Regions from separate parts of the Gossypium hirsutum genome. Here region 2 is linked to region 1. A link is a contact called in public Hi-C data. All regions are on one chromosome and are shown on one strand. Each heading gives the region's core, a stretch centred on a gene start, on an enhancer-like site or on the middle of the called end of the contact. The rest is flanking DNA. Distances are from core to core; before and after follow the strand shown.

Evidence for each region. A called contact is a pair of places that touch in the nucleus more often than the background predicts.
Region 2: a Hi-C map of leaf shows a contact between it and region 1, with 2.2 times the contacts expected there. The contact joins two enhancer-like sites. A contact is called at or near these places in 2 of 34 Hi-C or Micro-C datasets (both in leaf).

Annotation. Positions count from the first base shown.
Region 1 is chrA01:40,105,200-40,110,093 of Gossypium_hirsutum_v2.1, forward strand. No RefSeq gene overlaps it. Among protein-coding and RNA genes, the nearest start is that of LOC107922446, 17 kb to the left of the region's middle. Within about 2 kb of position 2,347, at least 1 of the 9 cell types and tissues checked has an H3K27ac peak or open chromatin away from gene starts, as enhancers often do. A contact at or near this core is called in leaf, where this site is marked.
Region 2 is chrA01:40,830,421-40,835,314 of Gossypium_hirsutum_v2.1, forward strand. No RefSeq gene overlaps it. Among protein-coding and RNA genes, the nearest start is that of LOC121208299, 12 kb to the right of the region's middle. Within about 2 kb of position 1,996, at least 3 of the 9 cell types and tissues checked have an H3K27ac peak or open chromatin away from gene starts, as enhancers often do. A contact at or near this core is called in leaf, where this site is marked.

The DNA of each region.
Region 1 (4,894 bases), core at 1,097-3,596:
GCATTTTTTTAGGGTTCCATAAATTCGTCTAATAACCCAATTGCAAAATTGCAACCACAAAATGGAGATAAATTTTATGAAAGATTTATTGAGTTAGTTAAGATGGTTACACCAAGAATCTTCTTTATTTTGTTTCATTTACTTAATTCTTAGATATTTTTTCAAAAAGTGATAATTATAATTACATTCACAATCAATATAATTTTAAATTACAATTAATAAAATTCTTAACTCTCAATATTGAATTGTCTTCAAACGAATTGTTTTTTTAAATTACAATAATAATAATAATAATAATAATAATGTATTATAACAAAAATTCAATTAACGGATGCTTTGTAACTGAATAAATTTAAAATAAAATTACATCAAATTCAACTAATAACGAAACTCAAATCTCAAATTTGTAGAATAAAATCTCATAGATTCAATTGAAACAAACCTATAATTTTTAGGTTGTATTTCAACTATAAAAATGATTTTATTTTAATTAAAAGTTTAAGGGTGTGTCTGGTTTTAAGAAACAAGAGTCATTTTTATTTTCTTGGAAAATAATGAAGAAAACATATTTGGTTAAAGATTTTAAAAAATGAAAGTAAAAATATATGAAAAATTAGAAAATAAAAAAAACATGTTTAAATAAAAATATTTAAAAAAATGAAAAAAGTTAAAATAAAGTAATTTTTTTAAAGTTTCATTTTATGCATTAGATTTATTCTAGTTCAAATCTTTTCAGATGCAACTTTTATTTTTAAAACCTTTAAATATTTTTTATTTAACTAATTTTTTTACTATTTTAATATATTTTAACAAATTATATTTTAATTTAATTATTTGTTTTTATTTCTATTTAAAAAATACTTATCAAATACGATTTCAAAACATAGAAAATAAAAAATAAAAAAGAGAATATTCTTTAAAACCAAATTAGCACCCTAAGGTTTTGTTTAGTTTCAGTAAACAAAAGTTTTTTGTTTTCTTAGAAAATATTGAAGAAAACATGGTTGAAAATTTTAAAAATGATTTTTGAAAATAAAAATGAAAATATGTGAAATTTTAAAAATAAAATAAAATTTGTTTCATTGTTTTCACTATAAATACTTTTGTAAAAGTGAAAAAAGATGAAAATAAGGATTTTTAACTTTTAAGGTATTTTTGATTGGATAGAAAAGTGACTAGATCGGAGTAAAAAAATAGAAAGAAAATAAATTTCGAGTGTAATTGATACAGAAGGAAAGTGAGGCAAAAACAAATAAGAAAAATTATGATTTTTTATCTCAATGCATAAAAATCAATTATTTTAAATTGAAATGATGAGAGTAGAGAAAATGAGAGAGAAATATTTGTTTAAAATTATATATATTTCAAATATTTTATTTTATTTTTATTTTTTCAATTTTACCAAAAAATGGAGGGAAAGAGAATTGTTTTTTTTTTAAATTTATTTATTTAATCCATGTATTCCCACTATAACATAATAAAAACTCAAACCACAAAATATCATTTTCTAAATTTTAAAATTTATTATAATAATATTAATATGTTTTAAAAATATAATAATACTCATACTGCACATGGTTGGTATATATGCAATTTTATTTTTAATTGAATTATTTTCATAAATATTTTTTAGTTCATGAAATTTTAGCAACTTAAAATTTCTTTTAGAAGTAATTATTCAAACAAAATAATTTAAAACAATAGAAATTTAAGATGATACATTTTAAAATTTTCCTTCCAAACGCAATGTAAAAGTGTCTTTAGATGATGGATTTTAAAGAGAGACTTCCAAAATTCTAAAGTGAATTTTCATTATTAGGGAAAACAAAATAAGAATTTTGAAAATTCTTAAAATTTGAAAGAAGAATTTAGATAACTCAAATTATCTTTTCAAATTTCAACTCTAGCAGTGGAATTTGTGACATTCCTTGATTTTTACTACAAGACTAGCATTTGTAGTTTTTCTTGAAGATTTTTTTTTTCATGCTATTAGCTGATCTTATTTATTTTTAATAATATCAATTTTCCATTATAATTATTTTATTAAATTTCAATATTATTTTTTCTGAAAAAGTGTTTATGTAAACACACCAATTATAATTGTTAGTATCAATATTTTTTTAAAAAAAATCCTAAAATACCATGTGACATTCAGTAAAATGGATATTTAAAATTCAAGTTTTATAAACTAAATTAGGACCTAAAATTAAAAGTCAAAATGGGGAAATGGGTAAAGTCATACACAGCTAGTGCTGAGTGGTGAATAGTGGTGCCAAAACGTGGGTCTCAGTCTTACCTGTCATTGCTCAAAAGATTTCCGCCAACACATGATAAGGACCCTGGAACCTTAACACTACCAACTTATTCTTGCTTTCTTCTTTGCTTTTCACAGCTAAAATCCACACTGCTCCATTATTTCTCCATTTCAAATGTTATATATTTCCTTTTCATTTCCAATATTATTCACTCCTTACTTAAACATTTGTATTAAAAATTAGATTATATTTTACTTATTTTACTAAAAATTAGGTATATTAATTTCTGTACCTTAAATTAAAAATAAATTAATTCTCTTTTTAAAATTTTATTTATTTGTACGGTTAAAAAATGAGTCCCTATACGTTAGCATGAAATACATATGGCGCATTACATGTCATTATTTGATTATTTATCAACCACACTAGTTTTTAACAATACAAATAGATAAATTTTTAACAAAAAAGACCAATTTATTCTTTAATTTAATATACAAAAATTAATTTATCCAATTTTTAAATAAAAAAATATAATTTGACTCTTGATATAAAAGTCTCCATAATTCTTTTTACTAATCACAAATAATTCGTACTGTTTATTTAAATCTTCAATGACATTAACTTCTAAATTCGAAATCCATCATCTAGTATGTGCCCCTTGTAAAAACAACCACTCAATCAATATTTTGTTTCTAAATTTTTAGTAGCTTGTATTAACTTCAACCCATGTTGAAAAAAACTTGATTTGTACCAATATCAACAATCTAACATCTATTTAAAAGATAAGTTTGTATTTGATATACTTACAGTGTTTTTTTTATTCTATAAATAATTTTAAAAAATTGTCATTTATTTCTTTTTTTAATATTTATTTTTTAAAATTTTTTATTATAATTTTGTAAGACACTTGTCATGCTCTTAACCTTTCATGTAGAGATTAAAAATTCCATTGATATTGTACCAAATTTGTTTCCTAAAGTATAAGGTAACATTTTAATCTTTGAATTTGACAATTTTTCCTTAGTCTTTAAACTTTTTTTTTTGTCCACTTTAATTTTGGAACTTGACAACTTTTCACAATTTTGATCTTTATAATGGCGCGACACTTTGAAATTGTACCACTTTATCACTAAATTTTTAATAAAAAATAATTTTTTGGGGGATAATTTGGCACAATATCAAAATGTCATATTATCACATACACAAAAACTGAAAAAAGTTAAGTTAGAAAAAAAGGACTAAGTTGAGAAAATTACTAAGCTTAATGACTAAATTTTATATTATCTATTTTCATTTCGGTGTTTATTTTAAAAGTGGAGTATTGAAAGAGTTGGTAAAACCGATTAAATAAGTAAAAACTAAATTTAAATAATAAAAATAATATTAATTTTGTTTATTTTTAAAGTAATAAACTATAAATCTTTACTAAATTTAATTTATTTATTAAACCAAAAGATCAAAAAGAGTTAAATTTATATAGAAAACCTCACCAATTTATCATTCAGTTCGATTTTTCAATCTTGACTATAGATATGTAGCAAATAAGAAGGAATCTTTTCAATGATTGAGTTAATATTAATTGAGATGCTAACTAATGTTGGTATTTTTGGGTAAATTAATGATAGTTTGTTAATTTTGAAAGTTAACAACGAAAAAAAGTTCAAATTTATTGTAATTTAGCAAAATTTTATATTTATTTTCTGTATTTTAAAACCTTAAAGTTTAATTACTCTTATTTTTCGATTTGAAAATCTTAATTCAGACATTAGCATCGTTCGTGTTTTTCATTAAAATTTTTATCAATTTAATATATATTTTTTTCGTTTAGCATATGTTACATCATATCAATGTAGTTTAATTAATATGTCGAGTTGATAAATTCTGATTAAAAATATGAATGATTTAATGATTGAATTTAAAAAGTTTAATTAGAGACTAATCTCAAATTATTTTAAAGTAAAGGGGCTAACAAGGTAAAAAAGAAACCCGTAATTTAGTAGGAAATTGAAAGAGAGGGATTTTAGCTCTGGCATTGGTCCAAGGTAGCGAAGTAAGACTAAAGGCTATTTTACTTAAATAATCCAAAAATTAATTATTTATAAGAATGACTTATGTTAATAATTATTTAAATGATCTGAAATAAATAATAAAATTAGATTATGAATACTAGATGGTCTAACACCCGCATAAAATACATTAAAAAATAATTTTTTGGATTATGGATACTAAATAATCTGCATCTATGTGTTTTTTTATTATAAATTATATGATATCAATACTCATCTTATACCAATATTTAAAAAAAAGTTATAGAAACCAAATAATTGACACCACTTTTGAGGAGTAAAAAAATATTTTTGTGTTAGATTTTGACAATAACATGGTCAGCACGAGCTTTTTAAAAAAAATTATTTTGAGTGCTGACCATGTATTTTTTTTCTCTTTCTTTCTTTATTATTCGCTGCTTATTTCTTTTGTTTTTCTCGCAAAGAAAACAAACATCCAAGAAATGGGGCTGATGAACATCTTTAAATCATCGTAAAACCGAACTGACCTCGAAGAAGAAACTGAACCAGAAGAAAACGACGAAGAAACTGAAGATAGATTCCTCAAACTAATCCTTCAAAATAGGAAAAAGA
Region 2 (4,894 bases), core at 746-3,245, 720 kb after region 1:
ATATTATGATAAAAAATAGGGTAAACTACAAAAATAGACACTTTTGTTTGTTTCAGGTTACATTTAGTCACTTATGTTTGAAATGTTACGTTTTAGTCACTTATGTTATTATTTTGTTACGAAGTGATCACTCTCCCGTTAAGTTCCGTTATCTCCCTAATGGTAATCCTATGTGGCAGCCTAACTAGATTTTAAGTGCCAACTTGGATTTCCTAATGGGATGTGAATAGATTTTTTATTAAATAAATTTAATTAATTAAAAATTTTAAACCCTAAATCTTAGTTAAAAAACCGTTCATCTCCCTTTTTTTTAGTTTTCTTTTTCAATTGACTAAAAAAGCTATTTTCATCAAAATTTTGCATTCACCTACAAAACAAAAGAGGATTCAATGGAGAGTCTAGGTATGTCTTCTTCACCGACAAATTTATGTTCTAAAACTTAAAATGAAGTAGTTGTCGACGAATAAGAAGATGGTAATCGTTTTTGTTCCTAATCATTTTATTTTCCAATTCTTCACTTTCTTGAATAATTAGTGTCTCAATCCGATTTTTTTATCTAAATCGGCTTGTTTGTTCACATCCCTTTGTGGGTATCCCTTTTTTTAATCTGAAATTCTTTTAATTGTTAATATTTATATCAAGAATTTTAATTTAGGGTTTTCATTAAATAATAAAAAATCCAATCTTTTATTTTTCAGTATTGAATAAAAGAGATAGATGAATGCAAAGAAGACATACCTTCATCTTTATGAAGCAATCAATTTGATTCCAACTATTTTGATCTTAATAATAGTTTTTCCAATCAAATGAAAAAAAAAACTATTGAAAAAAAGAAGAGACCGAGGAAAAATTAAAAAGAGGAGATGAATAGTTTTTTTAGTTAAGGTTTAGGTTTAAAAATTAAAAATCTATTTTCATCCCATTTAGAAATCCAAGTTGACATCTAAAATCTAGTTGGACTGCTATATAGGATTACTGTTAGAGAGACAACAGAACTTAATGGTAGAGTGATCACTTAGTAACAAAATAGTAATATATGTGACTAAAACGTAACATTTGAAACATAAGTGACCAAAATGTAACCTGAGGTAAACAAAAGTAACTATTTTTATAAATTACCCTAAAAAATAATATCAACAGTTATTTTTATAAATTATACTTGAAACATTATTGCTCAAAAATTCGTTTGGGTATTTATGATATATGCACTGAATGAAAAAAATACATGTATTTATATTTAAAAAAATTATTTTTCAACCACTGATGGCATCGGCGTCCACTATTTCACTTGCTCCAAATGCCTTTAATTTAAGCTTTCTTTTTTTTTTTTTTCATTTTCTTGTTTCCCTTTTTATTTATCTGTTATTTGAAAGAAAAATAAGAAAGTTTCTTTCTCCAAATCACGTTTTACATATCTATTATCAAGAAATGAGTTTTAGTTTTAGTTTTATTGTCTTCTGTAAATTGATCGAGAGTTGAAATTATTGAGAAATGAGTTTTTATTCTTTCTTATTATATTCTAGAAATTGATGGAGAGTAGAAGAAAATGATGAGTAAGATTAAAGTAAAACTAAGATGAAAACAGAAATAGATTCTGCAATTTATTTTAGAAGTTTATGAAAATTGAATGAAAGAGAAAGAAAATGATTGAGAGTGAGTTTGAAAATAAAAATAAAAAAAATTACTGGGTAAAATTGATTAAAACAAAAGAAAAAAGTATTGCGTGTTAGTGTTGAATAGGCTATTTTTAGTCTCTTCCACCGAATGTTGACAAATAAAGAGAAAATGAAATTCCACTAAATAACTCATTCAATAAAATCAAAGGATTGAAATTCCACAAAGCCTAATACTCCCATAATTTACTTCCAAACCCATTTGACAGAAACAGAAAAATAGTAATTAAATAATAACAGTTGGGGAAGATATTATTAGTGGGCTAGTCAATTATAATCATAAATCATTGCCCACTTTGGTCATCTATTGGAAAGCGATGCTCATAGCGCTCTACTCAACACCTTAAGAACAGCTACACTATTAATTTATCCAAATGCACCCACTACGTGGCTTCTTTACTCTTTTATATTAAACCAAATTTGATTGACTTTTATATATACTATCGAACAACATTATTAGTTTATTGTTTATTTTTTTATGTCGAGGAATCTTTGATGGTTTAATTTTTTAAGTAATAATGGTTATGATAGTGTTTTAATTGAGATTGATAAGCTAAAAAGCTATTTAGGAGAGGACAACAAATAACTCTAATTCTACTTTGATCAGTGGAATTCATCAATTGTTGATACGATTTAAACAATGGCAAATTCAATATATCCCTAGAAAAAAACAATTAGGATGTTGATAAATTAGTTAAATTAACTCATCACAGATCTTATGATTTATGCTTATATGAAGTCTCCCTATTAGGGGATGATTTAAATTTTGTAATTAATTTAAGTAATTTATTTAAATTTAGTAGCTGCATCAGCATTTCAGTTTCATTTGCTATAGTGACGTGGATTGAATCCAATTTGTTGACGAGAAACTATTTAAACTATGTGAGGAAAGAAAATGAAAATTATCTTAATAATTAAAAATTAAATATCTAAATAATTAGGAATTTGTAGGTAATTTGAATACTCTAACAAGTTTAGATATGCAAATGTAGCTTCTCTTCGCTTTTTTTTTCTTCATATTTTGCATCACAATCATTAAATATCAATTTTGATTCTAATATTAAATTTGACATAATTTAAAGTTTTAATTTTTATAATATTATTAGTTTATCTTAATAATTAATATTTTTAATCATTTAAATTAAAATATTAATGTCAATTTTTCATAAAAATAATATTTCAACAAAAATATTATTTTATCACGGTGAATTCAATTAATTTTTTAAAGTCCGCCAGACATTTTCAACATTATTTTTTTATTATATTATTAATAAGTGATTTTTTAAATTTTAAAATATTATCTTAATGAATTTAATAAAATAATTTTAATAATAATAACAACTTAACCTAAATTTTTGTTATTATTGATTTTATTTCAACATATACTCAACATTAAAAGCTCTCTTTTAGACCTGGCGACTCAATCCAACATTAAAGCTCGCATTGCAGCTTCTGTAGCCTTCCCTTTGATTTTCCCAGACTTGTTGTAATAAGAGAGTGCACCTCTTACTTTTTGTTCTTAGGGGCAGGCGCCCAAATGAAAAAATTAACATTTTAGTCCGTCATAAATAACAAATTTATATATAGTAAATTTACATTTTAGGCCTAAAAATGAAAAAATAAAATCATTTTAGTCTTTTCCAAAATAATAAAATTATAAGTTAATAAATGATAAAAGTATATTTTGATATCTCAAAAAATTATAATTTATTTTCAATCCCTAAAATTCACTCCTAAATATTTTAATAATTTATCAAATACACCCAATTAAATAATCAGAATAACCTAAATTTTATCATGCGCAATGTAAAATTACCATCTTTAAATAATCTTTGGAATCTAAATAAAAATTATTATTTTAAAATAATAAATACTAATATAATTTTTTTTAAAATAATTTGTAACTATCATTCAGGAATTAGATGAAATTTGAGATTAAAATTGCTAACATGATTTGATTGGAGAGAAATATGGTGGGACAAAGAATAAAATAATGTGGTCAGAGATGACGCGTCTGGACCCTAACATTGGTAATGATTTAAGGGTAAATGAGCGGATAAACTTTAATATTTGGGACCCATCTGTCCCACTAAATTTTGCTGTTCAGATTTGAAGTTGACGTGGCGAAGAGGAGCACGTAACGCCATCATACTTCTCCGCCCATCTTTCCTGTCCGGTAACTATTTACTTCTTTCTGAGTTATTATTACTTTTAGAATTTAATTTAAAATTTATGTTTATTTCAATATATTTTTTAGTTACATTTCTATTAAGAAAATATTTTTTTTATTTTAAAATATCACATCAATTAATTTAATAATATTAATAATTAGATCTGTATTTTAAAATCTAAAAAATATAGAAATTAAATTCTAAATTTTTAAATAATACAATGACCTATGGTATATTTTAACCTTAAAATTTAATTGAATTTCATGTAAATCATTATATATATATTTTATTCTTACCTAGATATCTATTTTTATTTATAATTCTCAATTCTTAAATTAAAGGGAATTTTTTTTTAAGAAAATTAAATTCACGTTGTCTTTTTTGTTGTAATAGTTAAATACAAAACATAATATTCACAATAATCACACTAACAATAACAGCTTTTAAACAAAAATACTAAAATTCTTATCAATATTCAAGTAAATCAAGATTATAATGACAATAATCCTAATTTCTTAGGGTAGCATTTAAGAATTTGAATTTAGATCTCAAAAATGGTGTAAATTGTGTAATAAAATAGTTAAAAGGGTCACATTCATGATAATTTCTCAAATTTATGGATTTGTTAGATGCTTATATAGTAATGATTTAAACTTTTTAAAATATTTTTAGATTTGAAAAGTTCATATTTTTATATTTTTTAAATACTTATTATATTGATTCTCAACTAATTTGTTAATAAAATATGTATTTTGTTCTTATCATTTATAAAATAAATAAAATCTAAATTCAAAAATTTAAATCCAGGATCTTAAGCAAAACTTTAAGGATTTGTATTAATTTACCTTTAAAAATTATTACTAATTTAAAATGTTAATTATTTTATTCAATCATTAAAAATTTAATATTGTATAAAAATCTTAATCTAACACTAAAAAATCGCATGAAAAAGGAAACAAAAAAAAAAAGATTTAAAGAGACCCTTGAAAGATTGATCATCAATCTTGTAAAAGTTTTGGAAAGAATGTGAGGAAAATAATAAGGAAAAAA